3 separate regions of the Mus musculus genome follow, and all the other regions are linked to region 3. A link is a contact called in public HiCAR-type and promoter capture Hi-C data. All regions are on one chromosome and are shown on one strand. The core of a region is the stretch at or near the end of the contact, and the rest is flanking DNA. Distances in the headings are between cores, read along the strand shown. Region 1 holds the start of H4f16 (H4 histone 16). Region 2 holds the start of Wbp11 (WW domain binding protein 11). Region 3 holds the start of Apold1 (apolipoprotein L domain containing 1).

Region 1 (4,759 bases), core at 2,041-4,540, 1.8 Mb after region 3:
GCTTTGAGCTCTTGGCTTAACTTCTTTGCAATAATGAACTGTAAGCAGGAATTGTCAGTCAAATAAACCTTTCCTCACAGCTGCAGGTCTTACATAAACATGTCTGATGCTAGACTGCTCAGATACAGTGCCCCATGAAGAGGCAGGCACGCTAATTAATATTCAACTTCTTTATCACTGAGCACTGTATGGCCATGATTTCTGCCATGCAAAGACGACCATGAAGGAAAGGTGACAAAGACATGATAAATGTTAGGAATGCACCTCATGAAGGCGTTTTCACACGCAGACCATTCATCACACTTTACTCTATGAAATGGCCTCCTCTCTCTCCTGCCTTATGCCTGGCCGGTTTTGTTCTTTCTCACACTTAGTCAACCGGCTTCAAGGGGCTTCTGCTTTCTGGCTGTGTGTATTTATTTCATCTCCTCTAGCATCTTCTTTGTAGTTTCATGACTCACATACACATGCACACACAACACATGCACACACAACACAGGCACACACAACACATGCACACACACACAACACATGCACACACACACAACTCTACATCGAAGAAAACACATTTCTTTTGCTTTTTGTTTTTTTAATCTTTCAGAGTCCAATTTTCTTACACGCGTTCGCGACCGGCCAGGAAAGACGCAACAAACCGGAATCTTCTGCGGCAAAACTTTATTGCTTACATCTTCAGGAGCCAGAGTGCAAGAGAGCAAGAGAGAGAAAGAAAAAGAACAAGAAAGCAAGAGAGAGAAAAAGCAAGAACAAGAGAGAGAAAAAGCAAGAACAAGAGAGAGAAAAAGCAAGAACAAGAGAGAGAAAAAGCAAGAACAAGAGAGAGAAAAAGCAAGAACAAGAGAGAGAAAAAGCAAGAACAAGAGAGAGAAAAAGCAAGAACAAGAGAGAGAAAAAGCAAGAACAAGAGAGAGAAAAAGCAAGAGCAAGAAAAAGAACAAGAACAAGAAAGCAAGAGAAAGAACAAGAAAGCAAGAGAGAGAAAAAGAACAAGAAAGCAAGAGAAAGAAAAAGAACAAGAGCAAGAAAAAGAACAAGAACAAGAAAGCAAGAGAAAGAACAAGAATGGCAAAACCCCGTCCCTTTTAAGGAGAATTATCCTCCGCCTAGGACGTATTACTCCCTGATTGGCTGCAGCCCATCGGCCCAGTTGTCATCACGAGAAAGGCAGAACACATGGCGGGAAAACTGCCCCTGCACGTGTGCAGATTATGTTTACCACTTAGAACACAGCTGTCAGCGCCATCTTATAATGGCAAATGTGAGGGCGGCTTCCCACACAATTTTGCTTAATATAGTGATTTCTGTCCCGTCCATCATCTTGTCAGTGTAAGATTTCTGTTTTTCTTACCACTAAGTAACTTTCCATCCGGGCAGGTGACATGGCAGTTTCTAATTTAAGCCTTTTGAGAGAAATGATTTCCACAGTGAATGCACAAATACTTTTGTTGCTGTTGTTATTTGTGTAATAATAAATGATATTTAAGTTTCATTTTTTTGTTTCATTTCTTTTTGCTAGTAATAGTTATAGATGTTTGATTATCTCAAATAATCAAAACTCAGATTAAAAGAGGGGTGATAATCATTATTATTACATTTTGTGTTTCATAGTTTGATAGAACATGTGACTTTATAAGAAAATAAAAACCATATAACTGTAACTGAAATATTTCTCAAGACAGAAAAATAAACATCTCATTTTTCACTTGCTTTAAGAAAATGAGTTCACTAGACTAATGGTATCAGTGTTATGTATGCTCAGACTCTAGAAGTGAAGTGTCAGCCCACAGGGGCAGAGAAGACTCTCGCAAAAACAAAAAACAAAACAAAACAAAACAAACAAACAAACAAAAACACCAGTGGCACATAAAACGAGGTTGTGTAAAATCGCACAGAGCAGAGTTCAAATCTAGGCTCCAAAATTTTAGCCTTCGTTGTCTCATCCACAGCTGTACTCACTATCAACACTTAAAATAAATCTGCTGAAAGACCGCACCAAGTTTCTGCCACACAGAAAGCATTGAACACGAGATAACCATATCTTAATGAAATGCCAGGTTCCTGCTCCAGGAACTGTAGGAACAGTCTCCTATTTCTTCAGCCAGTGAGAAGACCCGTAAACATCAGATGTAAAAACCTAGAGATCTGAAAAACAAAACTACCGTTTTGAGTAATGTGTACAGAAAGCCGGTAAGCAGACCTGAGTCCAGGGGCCTAAGGAAGCGACTTCCTGGATCCAGAGTTAAACCCATCTGGGTATGGAGCATCGAATACAAGTACTTTGAAGGAGCAGCAAGGGCTGTGACTAACCTACTCTGAAGACTTAAATGAGACACATATGGTCTGTGGAAGCTGAAACAGAAGGACCACCGAAAGACTTATACCAGCCTGAACTAAATGGTAGACATCCGAGTGCTCCTCTTCCCCCAAACCCACGTGCTTAAGGCAGAGAAACAGCTACAGCTGAGAAAGCCAAGTTTAAGCTACAGGGTGACTTTATTGTGGGGTTCCAAGCCTCCACACCTGCCCTCATTCAGGTCCACTGTCTCTACAGGAGCTTTTTTCCCCTTTTTAGAGCGTCCGCAGAGGCTGCACCCTAGCACTCTGGGGCTGTCAACTCAACAGACACCTAAAAAAACTCATTCACGCAGACCACTCCGCAAGCATTCTGAGCAGGTCCCAGGCGGTAGGCGGGGCCACCAGCCCAAGTCCTCCAATGAAAAAGTGCACCCAGGCAGCTCAATTTGCATACAAGACAAAGCATACCAAATACAAAAAGTAATGAGACGCTCATAACTAGTGAGAACTACAAATGTCCACAGCTCCTTTCTGATGCTTTGTGGGCCCTGAAAAGGGCCTTTGTGGATGGGGGAAGCCGGCCAAGGGAACGGCCTAGGCACAGGAGGGCTCGCTTAGCCGCCGAAGCCGTACAGAGTGCGGCCCTGGCGCTTGAGCGCGTACACCACGTCCATAGCCGTAACCGTCTTGCGCTTGGCGTGCTCGGTGTAGGTGACGGCGTCGCGGATCACATTCTCAAGGAAAACCTTGAGGACACCGCGAGTCTCCTCGTAGATGAGACCCGAGATGCGCTTCACGCCGCCACGCCGAGCCAACCGCCGGATAGCGGGCTTGGTAATGCCCTGGATGTTGTCGCGGAGAACCTTGCGGTGTCGCTTGGCGCCACCTTTCCCCAGACCCTTGCCGCCTTTTCCTCGTCCTGACATATTAGTAAACAACCTAATAAAGAGACAGGAGAAACTACAGTAATCCGCCGCCGAGCAAGAGCTTATATTTCCTGGGAGCGGACCTGATTGAAAACAGCAAGGAGTGGGCGGAGCTCTAGACTCCACCCCCTGGCTCTTTGTGCTCTGCTGTCTCCCAAGAACCATAAAACCCTTTCGGTTCCCTCTCCAAATTCCAGGAACCCTAGCACATTTGAAAGTTTAAATAATATAAGGTAACAATCTATTTCTCCTCTTTTTTTTTTTTAGCACAAATAAAAACGGCGCATCATGCTTGTTATCTTCAGTGCACGCTGATTCGGTATTTTCTAAGCAGCATGCTTGTTTTTACACAACTTTAATGTGAAAATGAAAAGAAGCTAGCAATAGAAATCTAGCTTACTAGGTCTTATACCGAAGCAGTTTACATTTTCACGAGAGAGTCTTTTGAGGGGATAGAAGTGTTTTAGTGCCTTTCTTTTGTGGCCACGATAAGAAAATTATGCTAGTTCCCACTTCCTATTTGGTTTCAACTGTTTCTGCAGTGTATGGATTTTCTGCTCCTGCATTGCAAACACATTGGTATTCGCTTTTCAGCCAATTGTTCCTATAGTTACTTAGCTGAACTATTGTAACTTGTCATTTAGATCCGAGGTCCTTGTTGCTTGCGTTTAAAAGAGACCTGGTGACTCACATCTGTAATTTAGGCTCTCCGGAGGCTGAGGCAGGATTGCCAAGAGCTGGGGCCAGCCTAGGCTAGACAGACTCAAATACATTTCCCCTCCTCCCCACTCAAATAGCTTGTAAAGTACCAGAAGTCAAAAGCATGACTCCGAATAACAGGACTGTCCTTAAGTTTGTTTCGTTTTTAAAGACAGCAGGTTTTGGGCTGGAGAGATGGCTCAGTGGTGAAGAGCACTGACTGCTCTTCTGAAGGTCCTGAGTTCAAATTCCAGCAACCACATGGTGGCTCACAACCACCTGTAATGAGAACTGATGCCCTCTTCTGGTGTGTCTGAAGATAGCTACAGTGTACTTACATATAATAAATAAATAAATCTTAAAAAAAAAGAAAAAGGCAGCAGGATAAATGCGTTTAGTTTGTAGTACTTTACAATTCCCATTAGTTCCACAACTCAAACAGCATTTCATTTGTTTGTCCCCTCCCTGTCTCTTAGAGATTGAGCTCTAGGATAGCTGGAGGGGGAAGAAGCCTTAATCATTGAATTTTACCTCATGATTTTAAATCCCTTGCTCTTCAGAATTCTTACCAAAATGAAAGCTGCTGCCAGAATACTTATTCAAATTTGTAAAACTGTGTGTCAACAAACAAACAAACAATCAACAACAACACACACAAAAAAAAGAGAGAAAAGCAAAAAGAAAGCAAAGAGACCTTTCCATAAACATACATTTAAGATGGTTTACAGAAGATATTCTAGAGCTTTCTTCCCCAAAACTGCACCAGAGGTTTCCATACACATTGACTTAGAATATATAACCTATCGAATGCTTAGGAGCAT
Region 2 (4,735 bases), core at 320-2,819, 1.8 Mb after region 3:
AAACCAAAACCAATTGAGAAATATTCTAACAATGCAATGCAAACCCTGAGGACATCTTTCCGACCTGTATAAGGGGATATGAAACAGGAGTGGAGATAATGAATCTGGGTTAAAGACAAATACATGCTCTTTACTTTCTCCTTAGACTGCTCATTCCACACGCCAGATGGCAAAATGCAATCCATTCAAACATATTTATCTTGATTTAATACCAAATCAAATGATTTATGACTCTCAAACAAAAGAAATAAAAAATGAAGTATTAGAACTCCTCAAACTTAACATTAAAGTATATTCTTACTAGCACATATGACTCCTGATTTATGTATTTTGAGGGAATTAAAAGTGGTAGTCACGGTAGGGAAATATTTTAAGGCCAGGCTTTCATTATTATCACTTCTTTCTCTTCCATTCCAAATGAATGAAACTTCCAAAAATTAGCCTTGCCCATAGTAAAAAAAGGAACAAATATTTCCTGTTCAAAGTGTGCGACACTTTCCTACAGGCTACATCTCCTGTGGCTCCCCCTTTAAGCATTAAACAAATCTACTTTCTTTCTACATTAGGAAAGGGAAGATCCCGAGGTAAATTTGAGACTCTAATTCCCTTGGCTCCTTAGGTGGGACTCTGTAAGTTGTTTTAGTTAATGCTTTTTTTCATCAAGCGTTCAGCTGGCCGGCTCCCTGCTGCTTCCCAGATATTTCAGAACTGATCGGTGTCGATTATGTCATTACAGATGTTTCTCTATCAGAAAGCAGAAGGGGCAGGAGTTTGGGAAGAAGGGAAGAGAAGGGTACTGACTATAGGGAACTACAAAAAGGCACGGATACAACAAATTCTATTTTTGATCTTTTCTTTAGTGTTTCCCTTCTTAAACCAGCCTCGGGCTCTCGTTTTGACGCCATCCCATCACACACACCTAAAAACCAATCAGCTACGAGTCAAGGAGAATTTTTACAAGACCATAGTGCCTCTGCCTGCAAACGTTGGCAGAGACAAGGTCAAAAGACCATGGGAACCCAGGCAGCACAAACGCAACCCGACCGGTCCGGTCCGGTCCGGGTCCACTCCAGGAGGCCTCACAGCAACTGCCGAAACCATAGCGACGGTTGATAGCGACTCGAGCGGCTAGACGTCAGCCCGCCGCCACCGGTCGCCGCACTCGGGCGGTGGGTCTGACCCGGCGGGAGATCCCGCCCGAGAACCCGTCGGACGCAGTGCCAGGCCGGCCCCGAGCCCTGAAACCCGAGGCTCCCGCCACCCCGGGCCCAGCGGAGGAAGAGCGCGGCCTCTGGGCCTGGTGTTTCAGAGAAGGCTTCGCAGGCCCCGGGGAGGGTCGCGGAAAACGGAGCACCGAGTCCCCACGCACTCACACGACTGCGAGGCTCCCGGGACGGCGAGAGCAGCTAGCGGGCGGTCCCGGAGGACTCTCTGCGAAGGGGCCTTCACCTCTGCCCCTCGGTCAACCACCCGGGAACCGCCATCTTGAAACCTCGCGCCCCTCCGCCAGCTCACGTCACTTCCTGTTCCCGCTGGCCGCGATCTCACCGCGTTGCCAGGCACTGGGCCCATAGAGCGAATACAACAACTTCAGAGCCAGAGGTACTTCCGCTCTCATTCACTATCCGATTGGATAACTATAGGCCAAGAGACCCGCCTCATTCCAGAGTATTGTAGATTGACACTAATATAACCCAATAGAAATAAAAAGTAAGGAAGCTGCTATTTGATTGGCCAATTGTTCTCAGAATTCTGACGCATTTCCGCAACTGCTTCTCTCTGGGGACACACTAGGTAGCGGTATGCGTACGCTTCTGTGTCGGCCATTGGATCTGTGTTAGTTGTCGTGTGTAAATGGATGCTGTTTTTCAGGAATGCTTCCATAGAAAACAAGTTAGGTAATAACACTGGGCACCGAGTCTAAGGTGCTCAGCAAACATCAGCCCTCTAAACCTACAGCATGTGATGAACTGAACAAATAGTTCCTAGGGGAGACTCATAAATCTACACGAAAATGTATATTTTAAAAGAGAAACGGTACATTTGTCGATTTTCCAGAGGAGAAGTTATTACATAACACTTCAAATGAACTTTGCATCAACCCAAACTCCTTTATGATGTCATTGCACACTCTAGATTTATCTGAAGTCTTCCTTTGAGGGTTCTCTAGAGTCACAGAACTTGTGGATAGTCTCTATATAGAAAGGGACTTTGTTATGATGACTTACGGTCTGTAGTCCACCTCCCCAACAATGGTCAGCTGTGAATGGGAAGTCCAAGGATCTAGGAGTTGCTCAGTCCCACCAGGCTAGTAGATTCCAACTGATGGGCTGGCAAGTAAATGCAAGCAGAGGAGGAAGAGAAAAACTTCCATCTTCCAATGTCTTATAGATCTCCAGAAGAAGGTGTGGTTCAGATTAAAGGTGTGTACCGCCACGCCTGGATCTGGGCCTTGTACTCAGAGATCTTACCTTACTCTCCTGGGGATACATAGCCACTATGCCTCAAGATTTCCATGCCAAGATCAAGGTCAGAAACTTGTATTTCCCAGCCTCAAGATCTGGATCACAGGTGAACCTTCCAATTCTGGATTGTGGTTTGTTCTAGATATAGCTGATAACCAGAAATAGCTATTATATTTCCCTTCTACATCCCCATTCCTTAAGACTCCTCCCCATCCTTTCCCCTTAAAGGTAAGCATTTAAAACGAAATCTTCATAAAGTGTGAACTTGGTCTGTCTCGAAAAAAAACCAAAAAGCAAAACAAAACAACAAAAAACCAAAAACAAAAAAACACAAATCAAAAAACCAAAAACACCCTCACACTTGGTTATTTTTCAACTTAGTTTCAGCATCCTTAACAGAAAAGGTCCTAAGGGAATTTTTGACATCAAGTACTTTGAAAGAACTGATTGAGGTGTATATTAATTTTTAGGATGTTGTAGATAGGCACTAATGTTACAATGAATTAATAACCAATAGAACATTTACAATTTATATTAAAACAAATGTGTTCCCTAACAATGTAACATCAGTACCATACTAAAACTACCTTTGACTTAGTGGGAAAAAAAATAAGTATTCAATAAATAATCTGGGCTGGCCACCATCTCCCTATCCCTCTGTCTCATTGTTTAGATGGATTGAATTACAGTTAGAAGCCTTGATGCCTGGGAATGTCATTAATTCTTGTTTTGATTACTCTTTGAGTGTCAGTAATAGCAAGACCTATTAGTTCATAAAATAAAAACCAGGTAATAAATTTAGAAAGTGACACAAATTGTGATATTTTGAAACTAATTTATAAAACCAGTGATAACATAGAAATTAATACATTTGGAAAAGTTATGTGGCTAGTTAAAATTCTTCATCTGCTTGTAAAATTTTCCTGAGATATACTGGATACTTTATACCAATGATTTATTTTTGTCTTTGCGTTAAAAACCAAACGACTATAACCAGGACTATCTCAACATTGTTACATACAATGGTTTTTGAAGTAGACCCTAAAAACGGCTTAGTGAGAATGGTTAGATAAAGGTTTAGAAAACAAATGCTGTATCTAGAGAAACTAAGTTCCATCAATAGGCCTCCATGGCCTCTCCTTTTCCTGAGTTCAGGAGGCAATTAACATAGGTCTGCAAATGCTTTATGGGGCAGAGGGAGCTGCCTCTTTTTGGTGGTACTGAAAATAAAATTATCCCCCTGAAAAATAGAAATTAATTACTTTCCTTTAATCAACAAATTCTTAACAGGGAGTGAGCCTTTTTCTTCACTCTAACATATTTTATGCAGGGATCACTGCATTTTATGCCTTGTTTTGTTTACAATGTTCCACACACTTTGACCACTCAAGAGATAGATGACAAACAGGTGGTCAATATTGACTGCATTACAGACAACATTTATTATCTCATCCTTTCCCAATCCATCCAGCCACGCTTTGAACTGAGGAGAACCTCGCAGATGCATGGCTTTCGTTCATTCTGGAACATAATGTTGTTGAGGTTGCTCTGCCTTCATTTCCGGGTGGCAGACAATTGTATTTAATCTGGTGGAAGAAAATGTTGATATGATTTTGCAGTCTTTTCCAGTTCACAAACAACTGTTTTTGATCTGGGGGTAAAAATAACAGCACTATGTATGTTTTACTTGAAGGTCACAGGTCTGTGTCTAGTCAGATGTTATTAAGTCTGTCTTATTAGACATTAAGTGATGTTTGAAACAGGAAATGGGAATGGTCTCTCCATTTAGCAGGAATATTTGAAGACATTTGCTGCGAACAAGGAAGCAATAGCCTGTGCCTGCTGGTCTATGATGCCTTTACACCTCAGTGGTTCTGACAACAGGGTAAGAAAACTGGATAGAGCTTTATCCCCTGAGGGTCTACTACAGCTGGTTTGGACACTCACTGTTGACCTAAGACCCAAGCACCCCAAATTGTTTATCTGTATCCACGTTGTTGGAGACAAATGGAAAATTACCCTAAAGAAATAAGCATGGTGCCAGAGAGGGCAGCACAAAGTATCCCAGTGTAGACACCTGCCTGTTCATCTTAGCTGGCGCTTCACAGCAGTGGCAACCTCAGTGATAGCATGATGGTACTTTGCTGAGGCAGCCTTGAACTCCTCCAGGTGCTTCTCATAACTTTTGATGGCTGCCTGAAGCTGTGTCCTCTCCACTGCTCCCAAGATGGCTTGAATGATCATATCTATCCCGAGGCTGAGCACGGCAA
Region 3 (4,455 bases), core at 1,674-4,173:
AGGGTTTTTATTCCTGCACAAACATCATGACCAAGACGCAAGTTGGGGAGGAAACGGTTTATTCAGCTTACTCTTCCATCATCAAGGAAGTCAGGACTAGAACTCAAGCAGGTCAGGAAGCAGGAGCTGATGCAGAGGCCATGGAGGGATGTTCTTTACTGGCTTGCTTCCACTGGCTTGCTCAGTCCCACACGGCAAGCAGGTGAAGGGGAGAAAGCGAGACTCCCTTCTTCCAATGTCCTTGTATGGTCTCCAGCAGAAGGTGTAACCCAGATTGAAGGTGTGTTCCAGATGACCTTGAACTCAGAGATCTCCCTGTCTTAATCTTCTGGAATCCATAGCCACTATGCCTCAAGATCTCCATACCAAGATCCAGATCAGAATCTTCTATCTCCCAGCCTCCAGATTAGGGTCACTGGTGAGCCTTCCAATTCTGGATTGTAGTTCATTTCAAATATAGTCAAGTTGACAACCAGGAATAGCCACTACATTACCCCACCAAAAATCCCCCTCCCTATGTTCCCAACTTATATAAGGAAGACACTGATGCCATAAAGTTGGTTCCTGCTTTGATAAGGCTCCTGGCTTGGTGTGTTTCTTTTGGACCGTGGGGCACTCGCCATCCAGCTCAGCCCCGGAGAGAGACCCCGGCAGGAGTGAGGCCCCTCTCCTCTCACCTGGACCTGCTGGCAAGGAGCCAGCTGGTGCTTATCATAGAAAACCCAGTCCCTCTTCTTCCTCTGTGTTTTGTTCTGTTTTCCTAAGGTAGGAACAGTTTGCCACACACCTCTGGCCTGATGTGCCCAAAGTAATGGGGCTAACAACAGGTCATGAGCCAGAACCTCAATGCTATGAGGAAAATAAACCCTTTTCTTCACCCCTGACGCCCTTTACACACACACACACACACACACACACACACACACACACACACACACACACACACATGGACCAGGGACCTGCACAGGAATGGCACCTACCAACAGTGTGCTGGGCCTGTCTATATATGTGTGTGTGTGTGTGTGTGTGTGTGTGTGTGTGTGTGTACATGCACGTGGGAGTAAGAGAATGGCTTTGAGTGTTGTTCCTCATGTGCTGGCTGCCCTTTTGTGGTTGGAGTAGATAGAGCTTGTGATGTAAGCTAGGCTGCTCGACCAGCAACACCACACTTGGCAGTTTTAAATGTAGGTCCTGAGGATTAGACTCAGGCCCCTGTGCTTCCAGGTTTTGCTCTCCAGTTCGGGCTGACCTTGAACTTTGAGCAAACTATGATGCTTCCTTCCAGGTGCTGGGATGACAGGCCTGTGCCACCATGCCCAGCCGTTCTGCCTCTTATCTCAAGAGTACAAGTAGACGCTGGGGCCATTCTGCTCGGTTATGTCTATTCTGTAGGAGCTATAACCAGAACACTTGGACGTGGACTAAATTCTGACTGATCAAGGTCAAGAGCAGCAGGGTGTGCTGCAGGTGGCACTGCTCTGGTAAAGACAGGTTATCCATACGAAAGTGAGGGGCTTAATTGTGTTCTACAATGATAGAGCTGTTGAAACTTTCCAAATGGGGCAGAGCAAGAGGCAAGTTCAATGCCAGTCTGATCTACTTAATGAGTTCTAGGCTAGCCAGAACTCCATAGTGAGACCGCACTGAACAGATGCAAGAGACTCCAAATGAATAAGGGGGACTTTTGTTTCGTTTTGGGAACAGGGTCTCACGTAGCCCAGGCTGGATTCCAACTAGCTATGAATCCGAAGCTGACCTTGAATGTCTAACCCTCAAGCTTTTACTTCCTGGTGCTGGAATTACAGGGGTGGGCCACAGTGATGGGTTTCTGGGTGCCAGTGTTAGAATCCAGGGCCTCCGCGTGCTAGTCTACTGCACCTCCAGCTGGAGACATGAATCATTTAGGTGAAAACCAGTTTGGCCTTTGACGATGGTGTCAGGGGTCCTTTGGTGAGACTGGGTTTCCCAACTAAGCTTCAGCTTCTCCCCTCCCCCCACCCCCACCCTAACTGCTTCAGGGATAGCTATGGGGTGCATCGCCATCTGGTCTGGGTAAAGGCACAGAAAGAAGCTACATTCATTTCCCCGCCTGCACGCTCTGTAATAGATAACTGTTTTTCAGACCCTGCTGGGGAACCTGTAGCTAGAATCCACTCATTTAACCATGATGCAAGCTACAGTCCTCGCTTCATATGAAAACCCCGGAAGCCATCATCTCCCCGCTGCCATGGAAAGTGTATAATTAGCTCGGTGTGCAGCTTGACCCCAGTGATTTTTCTGACGCACTTGGCCCCGCAGTGTGCCCTTTTTGAGACCTCCTGTGTCTTCTCCACAGCTGGAGATGCCCTAAACTGCACGCAGCACTTCCTGTGGGCGTGGTCTTGAATTTTAGGCGCTCCTTGGTGCTGGCTGCCCTCCCTTAATGGGTCACATGCTTCAGCTACTTACATCCCCACAAAGCTCTTTGAAAAGGACCATGAGTGGCTGTATCGATCATAATTAAGTTTTCCGGTCCCTCCTATTTCTTTTTAAAAATGATTTTCTGATGGAGTCCTCTCAAAGAAACACTATAATTGGGCAGCCTGGGGCATGTGGGAAAGCCTCCCCCGATGGCGTCAGTAGCTATTCTCAGGAGAGGAAAGGCAGGGTATCCCCACTGGGAGATGACAGCACTTGTTTCAAGTTGGGGAAGAGCCTGTGGTTCTCTTCCTGCGTTTGGAGGGGAAAGCGAACACACAATATTCATTTCCTAAATACGGGACGTGCTTTGCCAGCGTCTCTTTTTCCAACATGTCATATCCTGGCCGAAGGCAGCAGGGGTCAGGGCAGGAAACAGCAGCTTCTCAGAATGAGACAAGGCTTTCCCAGAGCCGTCATTGGCTCCTGGGAGCTATAAAGTATGCTCGTCCAGAAACAGTCTCCCACTTTTCTTCCTGGAGGCCAGAGTGAAGGGTAAGTGGGGAGTCCGAGGGATGTGTCTGCAATGGGATTGGTGATATCGGGGTCAACTCTCGAGGCGTCATGTATTTGGAGTGACTTTTTCCCAACCTTCTTGTTACCTGAAAACTTCTTACTGGTCAGCTAGATCATGGAGGTCAACCAGGAGCTGTAGGACCTATGAGTCAGGAGACCAGTGTTCTTCTGGGGGCACTGAGAAACATCAGCTGTTGGTAGCCGGTCTCTAAAGGCCTTCATCTTAACCGAGGACAATGAGTTCTGGCTGTGCATGCCGATGCAAGCCTGGAATTCTAGAACTCAGGAGGTGGAGGCCGGAGAATCGGGGGTTTGAGGTCAACTTGGACTATGTAACAGCCTGTCTTTAAAAACAACAAAAACAAATGGAGAAAGATAAAAAATTAAATAACTTCTGCCCTGCTCGTTCAGGTCCGACATGCTCTTTCAGTGACTTATTTGGTGCCTTTAAGAAGTTCTGACTGGTGGAGAGTACAGTGTGTATGAAAATGGGGCTCCCTCATTACCAGGACAGATGGCCTTTTACAGATGAACCTGGTACATTCAGCTTTCTCCCTTAGTCACCTTTTATTGGCTTCAGTCCATCTGGACCCAAGGAAGCCTCCAGTGAGCTGCTAGCTAGCACCTTTTCTTTTTTACCTTGAGACAAATTCTTGTTATGTAGCCTTGGATGGCCTAGAACTCAGTATTTAGACCAGGTTGGCCTTGAACTCTCAATGATCCTGCCTCTGCCTCCCAAGTGCTAGGATTAGAGAGAGGGACAGGGACATTGAGAGAAGGAGAGAGAGAGAGAGAGAGAGAGAGAGAGAGAGAGAGAGAGAGAATATAATGATATAATGAGAATGGGGGGGGCAAGTACCTTGAGTCCCTAGGACACAAGTCTCCACATAATGAAAAGTTTTTGTTACGTTACATGCACGGTTTGCTACTTTTAAGGTGTTCTCTTCTTTTTATTGGTCCTTGTTTGTCAGGAGTTGGGGAATAGAATAGGGTGTCACACCAGACAATGGCTCTACCCCTGAGCTGCATCCTCAGCCCAAGTGTCATTTTGAAAACAGAGCAAAGTCTCTGTTTTCAGAGCATTTACCTGGAGCAGCTTTCTAATAGTCTCCACCTTCCCGTTTAAACCTTTATTTAAATCTGTGGATGGTGTCCATAGATTTTGTTCCCTGGAAGGAAAGCAGAAGACAGCATAATCTCTGTTGGAACGCACAGTTAACGGGTTCTGGGAACTTGTGTGACTTGTCCCAGGCTCCAGAGCCTTTGGAAACTTGACCCATAACCCAGTAGTAACCTACCTCCCTGTTCCCAGTCCTGAGTGGTTTATTTATTCGTGTATTCATTTCGGCAGCCTTGTGGATTGAGTCTGAGGGTTGAACGCTAGGTAAGTGATCTACCATTAAGGCAACACGCCCAGCATAAAGTCTATTAATTATTTGAGGACTCTCTAGAGAGTGCACCGGGCAGCTCTAGCCTAGGGCA

The links. HiCAR-type assays count read pairs that join an accessible place to other places. Capture Hi-C pulls out chosen DNA fragments and counts their contacts.
Region 1: a promoter capture Hi-C map of adipose tissue shows a contact between it and region 3, with 2.4 times the contacts expected there. The contact joins the promoter of H4f16 here to the promoter of Apold1 in region 3. A contact is called at or near these places in 2 of 39 promoter capture datasets (the 3T3-L1 cell line and pre-B cells), 1 of 484 Hi-C or Micro-C datasets (the N1E-115 cell line), 4 of 115 datasets of contacts at active chromatin or transcription factors (astrocytes, embryonic stem cells, large pre-B cells and 1 more) and 1 of 9 other capture datasets (adipose tissue).
Region 2: a contact with region 3 is called in a HiCAR-type map of astrocytes, with 6 times the contacts expected there. The contact joins the promoter of Wbp11 here to the promoter of Apold1 in region 3. A contact is called at or near these places in 2 of 39 promoter capture datasets (the 3T3-L1 cell line and pre-B cells), 3 of 115 datasets of contacts at active chromatin or transcription factors (DN3 thymocytes, astrocytes and embryonic stem cells) and 1 of 9 other capture datasets (adipose tissue).

The regions. Positions count from the first base shown.
Region 1 is chr6:136,801,141-136,805,899 of GRCm38.p6, forward strand. H4f16 (H4 histone 16) reads right to left here and starts at 3,291. Exons shown (of 1, transcript NM_175652.3): 1 at 2,853-3,291. The coding sequence starts at 3,239. The coding sequence ends at 2,928.
Region 2 is chr6:136,826,647-136,831,381 of GRCm38.p6, forward strand. Wbp11 (WW domain binding protein 11) reads right to left here and starts at 1,570. Exons shown (of 12, transcript NM_021714.4): 1 at 1,374-1,570. It overlaps BC049715 (cDNA sequence BC049715), which reads left to right and starts at 2,197. Exons shown (of 3, transcript NM_178776.3): 1 at 2,197-2,423; 2 at 4,255-4,350. Smco3 (single-pass membrane protein with coiled-coil domains 3) reads right to left here. Exons shown (of 2, transcript NM_001039558.2): 2 at 3,285-4,735. The coding sequence ends at 4,551.
Region 3 is chr6:134,979,078-134,983,532 of GRCm38.p6, forward strand. Apold1 (apolipoprotein L domain containing 1) reads left to right here and starts at 2,924. Exons shown (of 2, transcript NM_001109914.1): 1 at 2,924-2,952. Gm36428 (a long non-coding RNA gene) reads right to left here. Exons shown (of 3, transcript XR_003956531.1): 1 at 4,061-4,455; 2 at 3,060-3,317; 3 at 2,821-2,978.